Linked DNA regions of Danio rerio: region 2 is linked to region 1. A link is a contact called in public HiCAR-type data. All regions are on one chromosome and are shown on one strand. The core of a region is the stretch at or near the end of the contact, and the rest is flanking DNA. Distances in the headings are between cores, read along the strand shown.

Region 1 (4,248 bases), core at 1,053-3,552:
TAATGGCACCTACTTACATTGGTGAGCTTCTTCACTGGCATACGGCATTAGCTAGATGTTTCCTAAATTACGGTTAAAATCAAAAGGAGACAGGGCTTTTTCTGTCACAGCCCCTTGTCTGTGCATTCGGTCTCCCTGTACATATCAGGTCATGCTCTTTCCTTGATGCTTTTAAGTCTCATTAAAAAAAAATCACCTTCTGTCTCGCTTTTTATAGTAATTAATTAATTTTAAGTAGTTTGACATAGTTTTGTTTATATATATATATATACACACACACACACACACACACACACACACACACACACACACACACACACACACACACACACACACACACACACACACACACACACACACACACACACACAAAACACACACACTGTAAAACCCAACAATCAACTTTTTCAATTGAAAAGAGTTTAGTTACCTCAAAATTTACTGACTCAAAAGTTAATTCTACTCATTTGAAAAGATTTTTGAACTCAGTGTTGAAGGTAATGAGTTTATTAAACACCTCATTACTTCAACTTAAATGGAGTAAGTTCACAGTACTCATATAGATTAGTTTTTTAAGTCAAATGGTTTGAGTTGCCTTAACTTATTGGGTTTTACAGTCCTCAGTTGGTTTGAGTTCTCTTCATTTATAGGGTTTTACTATGCTCAAATTGCTTCGTTTACTCAAATGGATGAAGTACACAGTACTCATTAGGATTAGTTTTTGAACTTAAATGATTTATTGCAGTCGGTTTCTACAAACGGTTTGAGTTACCTTAACTTTTTGAGTTTCACAGTATAGATTGTGTATGTTGATTGTTTTGTAAAGTACTTTGATCAACATCTGTTTTTTAAATGTGCTCTATAAATAAAGCAAACAAACAAACTAATATTATACAGCATTACAAGCTGTTTTTAGACAGAAAATAACTAGAAGCCTTCACTAATTATAATGTAATTGTGGATAAACAGACATAATATGACATAACATGAGATAATATGACTGATAATATGAAGAGACGTGATTTCAGAGACTGAATATTTGCACAACTAGCACAGGAAATTGGTTGCCTGAAACAACCAGACTAACGTCTGATGTACACTGGAGTGATTGACCAATCAGAACTAAGCATTTTACTGAGCTGTCATAAAACTAATATCGAGTGGCAATAAGCTACAGCAGGTAGTGGACAGGTAGTGTTTGTGTAAGATATAAATCAGAAAAATTAAAAGCACATTGCCATTTCATTTTTATTCATTCATTCATTCATTTTCTTTTCGGCTTAGTCCCTTTATTAATCTGGGGTCGCCACAGCGGATTGAACCGCCAACTTATCCAGCACATGTTTTACGCAGCGGATGCCCTTCCAGCTGCAACCCATCACTGGAAAACACCCATACACTGCCATTCCCACACATACACTACCGTCAATTTAGCTTATTAAATTTAGCTATAGCGCACGTCTTTGGACTGTGGGGGAAACCGGAGCACCCGGAGGAAACCCACGCCAAAATTGGGAGAACATGCAAACCCCATACAGAAATTCCAACTGACCCAGCCGAGACTCAAATCAGCGACCTTCTAGCTGTGAGGCGATCATGCTACCCACTGCGCCTTCATGACGCCCCCATATAATTTTTGGTAACATAATTGTTTTTGTATTGTCGAGTAGCAATTGTTTTCTTTACTAAATTGTTAGGTTTTTTTTTAGATTCAGACTGATTTCAATTTTAATTCTAAGTTTTAGTAATTTGGTAATGTCAAATTTTTATATTAGTTTTAAGGCTAATTATTTATAATTAACATTTATAATTTATGTATACACAAGTTAATGTCTCTTTTAAGTATATAAAAAAATTATTTTAGTTTTATGGTTTTAATAATAACCCGGAAAAATAGAAATGTTAGAAACATTGCTTTGGGACAAAATTTTGAAAAAGTGGAAGTAAAATGAAGCCCTACAAAAATATATTTTCAAATGACCAAAATTTAAAGATTAAATAATATTAAATACTATAACAGCATATAAATAATACAATTATAAACAACACTTGTATTGTATAATGTTATGATATTATATTATATTATATTAAAAAAGTACATTAACAAATCTAACAGGCAATGCCTCGATTGACCAATCAGAATGATGCAATATAAATCACCATGTAAGCCCAAAACTTATTGGATGGCACAACAATGACCTCATCAATTACAAAGCTTCATAATAAGAAAAACCCCTCCCCCATCCCGTTATTCACGCAACTCCGCTCCCTAATGAGGAAGGCAGGATATCAAGCAGACGCACATCTGCATCATGAAGAATTGAGACACAGACGGACCTGCAGGAAACACACAGGAAGCGCTGTCTGGAGAAGACTTAAACAGAAGTCTGGGGAATTTCTGTTTTTCCACTTTCAATGCTGCGTCCATTTCACAAGTTCATACAAAAAGACACCAGTCCAACATCAGAAGAGAGACAGAGAGTCGAGACGAGGACGTCCAGAGGGACTGACAGGAAACCAGTGATGTAAAATCGCAAACACAAACACTGTAATCCCTCAGAAATAAGCACCACATCATTCAGATCATATCTAAATTACTGTGTGCTTTACATGACACAGACACACGCAAAAACAAATTTGCCGTCTCAAAACAGTCACCTTTATTACCATCTGCTTACATTAAAAAAACTGTTGATTCATTACGAAACCATAGGAAAAACAAATGAACAGCAAAAGAAAACATCAATAACTTAAGACTTAAGTAGATCCTCAGGTGTCAGAGGTCACACTAGTTAGTATTAACATTGCGGTCAACAGTACATTCAGATTTAACTATTAACCTAAAATAAACTTCCTGTGTTCAGCTGACAAATGCAAGTTCGACTGTCACGAGTGTTCTCCAATACACGCAAAAGCATGTTCAAACTAAGGGCATGGTGTGCAAAGGTGATGGAGATTATACATTATTTGTGTGTGTGTGTGTGTGTGTGTGAGAGAGAGTTTTACTGGGCCCTTCTAGACATCAGCATCTCCCTGATGTTGTCCTCCGCATCTTTAACGCTGCGCTCCAGGTATGTCTTCTTTTGCTGTGGAAAAAAAAGAGAGACAGAGCTGTAGCTTCATGTTCGGAAACATCTGAAGGATTTCTTCGTGAACACACCCGTTTACTCCCCAAACTGAATGACAGAGCTGTTAAAATACTTTGAGATAAGATAAGGAGATGATCTTTTTTTGGAGCATTTTCAAAGGCTTAGCGCTTTGATTGCTCTATAAGGTTAAAGGTTTTCTCGCCGTCTGTAGATACATTAAAAACAACTTGAATTTTAGCATAATTGTTACATTCAAGTGAAAGTGTGACTGCATTACGCAACGTTTGGCAGTATGTGTAATCACAGGACACCTGGTTATTGACCGAGATACCGTACAGTACAGGCCTCTACCTGAAGATTTCCGGTAATGTGTTGCAAAAGAGTGAATGTGAGTCAAGTTCACAGAAAACCTTTGCCCAGGCTATGTGGCAGCATCTAAGTACTCACAATAATTAAGAAATAAGCCATTTTTTCTACATATATCAACACAAATAGTGTGCATTGTTTAGCACATTAATAATCGACTTAAAATTCTTGACCTTGAGGAGAACCGGCGAAAGGGTTTTTAAATTCATGGTCAGTGAGTCATTAGAAAAGAACCAAAAGTTTGTTGTTATGGCAGTCTGTGTGGCTGTAGCATGTGGCTTGTGGGCCGACATTTCTGTAATGATTAAAGTATATGCATGTGTTTACATCTGTAACCAAGCATTACTGCACATTAGCTCACTGCTGTCTGAGAGCCTCACCCTTCCTCCAGCCCCCCCAAGTCACACATGACTACACTAGTTTAGCCAGATTCTCAAATTTATGGCAACTCAATTTTACTAAACATTCACACTTTTTTATTCCTCAACCTTAAATTGACATGTTTATTTGCAGTGTTTTGGCTCTTTTCCACTATGCGAAACAGTTCAGTATAGTACAGTACAGGTGATTCTGTACATGTAACCTTGATAAGGCTTGCATTTCCAAAGTCAAAAGTGCCCTGAAATAGCCCATATTATGCATTAAAAAGGTATTATTTTAGTTTGGGGGGGGGGGTCTTCAATAACAGGCTGACATGCATACAAGGTCAAAAAACACTTTTATTGTCTCATAATATGCATTTAGTTTTATCTAATTATCCCAACAACTCTCATATGATTCGTTTAGTGATTCA
Region 2 (4,248 bases), core at 714-3,213, 46 kb after region 1:
TATGTTTACAATGCAAATCCAACTAGATCCACGTATTTAGTAAACAAAGCAAGTTTCTCATAATACATCCACTAAAAGACAGAAAATATTACTCTAAAAACTGAATTGTAAATACATCATATGAACATTTTAATATTACTATTGTTATATCACAATAATATTATTGAAAACAATTTAAAACTGAATAAATATAATTTTATACACATTTATACAAGTAAATAAATAGACTCAATGATGGGCTAAAAGTCTGCGGAAATTTGCATGCGCAGATTCCGTGTGGGCCTTCCTATAACCCTTACCAAGAATAGAACAAAGCATAGCTGTCAATTACTTCCGTCTACAATAATAATATTTTAATAATACAAAATGTAGGTCAGGTCAGCAACCACAGCGGTATATAAAGTGGAGTACTTTTTAACAAATGTTACTGTGAGAAAAGTAATTAAATGCTATTTTTAAATAAAACGTTAAAAGTTTTATTGAGATTGGGATTGTTGGTGATTGTTGAGTGTTAATGGCCAGATTGGGTAGTTATTCATGAACATAGGAAAATTAAGACCTGCTAAAAAATATTTAAGACCTACAACACAATATTTTAGTAAATCTAATACTTTTTAAGGCCTAAAATTTTGTTTTTGAGATTTAAGACATTTTAAGACTTTTTAAGACCCCACAGATATCCTGGAAATAACACAGATTTTGTTTCTATTTATAAAAGCTTTATATTTATAATTTGTATGTGTCATCAAATGAGTAATTGTGATTATTGCATTGCAAAATGAATGCAAATAAAATATCTTATGTATATATTAATATATTAATACACATTCATTTAAAAAAAAATGTTTATTTATAATTATCTATCATTAATGTTTGCATATAATACTAATTATACATAAATATAACTGTATTTTTATAATAATAAATCATCTATAGATATAATAAAAAATATTATTTTGTATGTTACTAATTACGATTAAACATTTGACAGCTCTTTTTGACAGCACAATAATAACATTTTTTTCACATTCATATGTAATACAGCAAATTCAGCATTTCCTATAGCTGTAACTGTTATATTTAAACAATTTATATGTTGTTATATGTTGTTGCAGTTGGTAGGGCATTCGTTATGTAAAACATGTGCTGGATAAGTTGGCGATTCGTTCCACTGTGGCGACCCCTGATGAATAAAGAGAAGCCGAAGTAAAATGAATGAATGAATGAATTAGTTGTGACAAATTTGGTGCCACTAATAAATCTTTCCCAGGTTTTCAACATAAATTCTAGAACAAAAATAAGACACTTAGAAAGTCACAACATATAATCTATAAATATATATAAAATATACATAAATATAGACATCACTAAATATTTTGTAAATAAAAAATATTATTTTGCATGTGACTAATTATGATTAAACATTTGACAGCTCTTTTTGACAGCACAATAATAAATTTTTTATCAAATTCATATGTAATACAGCAAATCCAGCATTTCCTATAGCTGTAACAGTTATATTTCAACAAATTATGTCATATATATATATATATATATATATATATATATATATATATATATATATATGGATAAGCAAAAACTAAAGAATAAGCCATATTGAAAGCTTCCTATAGCATGTAATGATGTGTTGATAGATTGATATGTGTTTGGATATTCATTTCTAAAGGATTTACAGTGGTAAACTATAAATATGACGTTGCACATCTTTATAACAAACAATACACATTAAAAGGATTCGCATGCACCTACGTTACACACTGACAGATCGCGTTGCTTAAACAGTTTTATACCTTACTTCTGCTCCACAAAAGCTTAATAACATTTATTCAGTATTTTATCATAACAAAGTAACAACTCTGTTTGGTTTTTAGATATAAAACCAAAAACCACCCTTTACCTTCTTCAACTCGAGGTCTACGGGAGCCGCCATGATGCTAAGTGGTACGAGTCCCTGCGCATGCGCGAAACAAAGAGCTTGTTGCAAAACCTAGTGAGCGGCCTACATAGACAACATTTTCAATGTCAGACAGGCAGGCAATCCACAATAAATGTTCACTAAAAAGGCAGCTCGGTAGTTTTGCAGACACGGTAAGTTTGTGGACTACTTTCAATCTCAAAACAGTGCAACAGAAATGACAGTATATGATAAAGGTTTCAGCGTTATACCAATGTTAGCGTCAAAATGTTTAGAAGCTGACTCTTAATTTAAGCGGACTTTAAGCGGACTTATTTTTAGTGTCTATTATTGTGTGCTACATGTAAAATGTGTCACCCCAGTGGCAACATTGCTCAAGATTTTTTTATTACTATTAACGTGTTGTTTTGTATTGTAAAGTCGTGTATGTTCTGCATTTTAACTCCTGTTAACACTCTGTTTGGTTTCCTCAGGAGACAAATGATGGTAAACCAACTTGAGACTTAAATCTCCAAGCTAAAGACAAGTATATCAGATGTAGTAATGACAACACAATATTTTTATAACTTCACACAGTGAGTGTTTAAACTTTACAACATACATCTGTATATCTGCAGATTTATATCCGACACACTAAAATTTTATAAATAAAAAATAGTAAATCTAAATAATAAAAATAGTTTTATTATTGGTTGTGGGACGACACGGTGGCTTAGTGGATAGCACTGTCTTCTCACAGCAAGAAGATCTCTGGTTCGAGTCCCAGCTGGGTCAGTGGGCAATTCTTTGGAGTTTGCATGTTCTCTCCATGTTGGCGTGGGTTTCCTCAGGGTGCGCCGGTTTCCCCCACAGTTCAAAGACATGCAGTGAATTGAATAAACTAAATTGGTACTGTATGTGTGTGAATTTAATGAGTGTTTATGTATCTTGTCCAGTACTGGGTTGCAGTTATTAGGGCATTTGTTGTGTAAAACATGTGCTGGTTAGTGATTCATTCCACTGGGGCAAACCCCTGATAAATAAAGAGACTAAGCCGAAGTAAAATGAATGAATTAATTAGTTGTGACAAATACGGTGCCACTTATGAATCTTTCCCAGGTTTTCAACAAAAATAAGAGACACTTAGAAAGTCACAATAGTTTATTAAACAGCAGAAATTTGTTACCATTGCTTGAAATTAGTACATGAAATCATGTAATTTATACTAAACGCATAAAACAAACACACTAATAAACGTATTCCATTTTATTTCACTTAATTTAAGCTACACTTTCTCAGTAATACATATAAAAAAGGCTTAAGCCCTGCGTCTGACATTCCTGCAGAGTACATTTATTTGATTGCATTCGCAAATGTTTAATTCACAGTTTAGCTAAAATATTATTCAAACCGTACTGTCCTCCGAATGCGATTGTAAAGTTTGCGATGCAACTTCAGTCCTATTAGAACATTAATTGATTGTATTCATCGATAATAAATATCTATACAATAAAAACACATTTACAAAACTCGCAGTGCATTCAGTACACACAATTGTTACGTATCAAAATAAATAACAAATACATTATAAATAAATAATTACAAGTGCTTTGTGGCGTTTTTGACAGTACTACAGATTCAGACTGATGGGAGAAACCAGAAACTCAGCTTTTCAACATAAATAAATAAGCAACGAACAAAAAAGCAACTTTGATTGAAGTCGCGATACATTCATCATTTTCAGTCCTGTCTGCATGATCTCCATGACAGTACTGTACATGTACTGCACACGGGGCAGTGTTTAAAGCATCCTTCATGCCAGTTTAGACAGACACCAATACTGCAGGACATCAGGGGCGCACAACAAATACGAAGAGGTGCAAAGATTGTGGAGAAATAATGATTACCACTAGGAATAATGCAGAAATCATGCCCTTGATGAGATGTATAGTGCTGTCTATCCATGGGTCACATGACCTTTTGGCTTTCTTTATCCTGAAAAACATTTATTAAAAATGTATATATAAATGTTTGGAATTTTCATTTATTTTAATAAAAGCAAGATATTATACTATAAAAGTAAACAAAAACTACTTAGACATGTTTAAAACTAATTAAATCTCTCTATATAAACACACACAACACATAGACACGCATACATACTTATATTTGAGAGTTCAGATGCAAAAACCTCTAAATCACACCTCAAATGTCTTTCAAAAACAAGCATTTTTCTCCACTTCCTATATTCATTTTCTGTTTTTCCACTTTACATGCAATGGAAATCATCAACATACATGTGAAATTACTGAACCCACACACAAGAGTCCGTT

What was found. HiCAR-type assays count read pairs that join an accessible place to other places.
Region 2: a HiCAR-type map of caudal fin shows a contact between it and region 1, with 3 times the contacts expected there. The contact joins the promoter of pfdn1 here to the enhancer-like site in region 1. A contact is called at or near these places in 6 of 18 Hi-C or Micro-C datasets (caudal fin, embryo, gastrula embryo and 2 more) and 1 of 4 datasets of contacts at active chromatin or transcription factors (caudal fin).

Annotation. Positions count from the first base shown.
Region 1 is chr21:32,766,784-32,771,031 of GRCz12tu, forward strand. It overlaps pfdn1 (prefoldin subunit 1), which reads right to left. Exons shown (of 4, transcript NM_001013344.1): 4 at 2,640-3,086. The coding sequence ends at 3,003. Among named protein-coding and RNA genes, the nearest start is that of slc23a1, 4.6 kb to the left of the region's middle. Within about 2 kb of position 2,303, at least 9 of the 62 cell types and tissues checked have an H3K27ac peak or open chromatin away from gene starts, as enhancers often do.
Region 2 is chr21:32,812,680-32,816,927 of GRCz12tu, forward strand. It overlaps pfdn1 (prefoldin subunit 1), which reads right to left and starts at 1,964. Exons shown (of 4, transcript NM_001013344.1): 1 at 1,919-1,964. The coding sequence starts at 1,951. hbegfb (heparin-binding EGF-like growth factor b) reads right to left here. Exons shown (of 6, transcript NM_001100401.2): 6 at 3,062-3,910.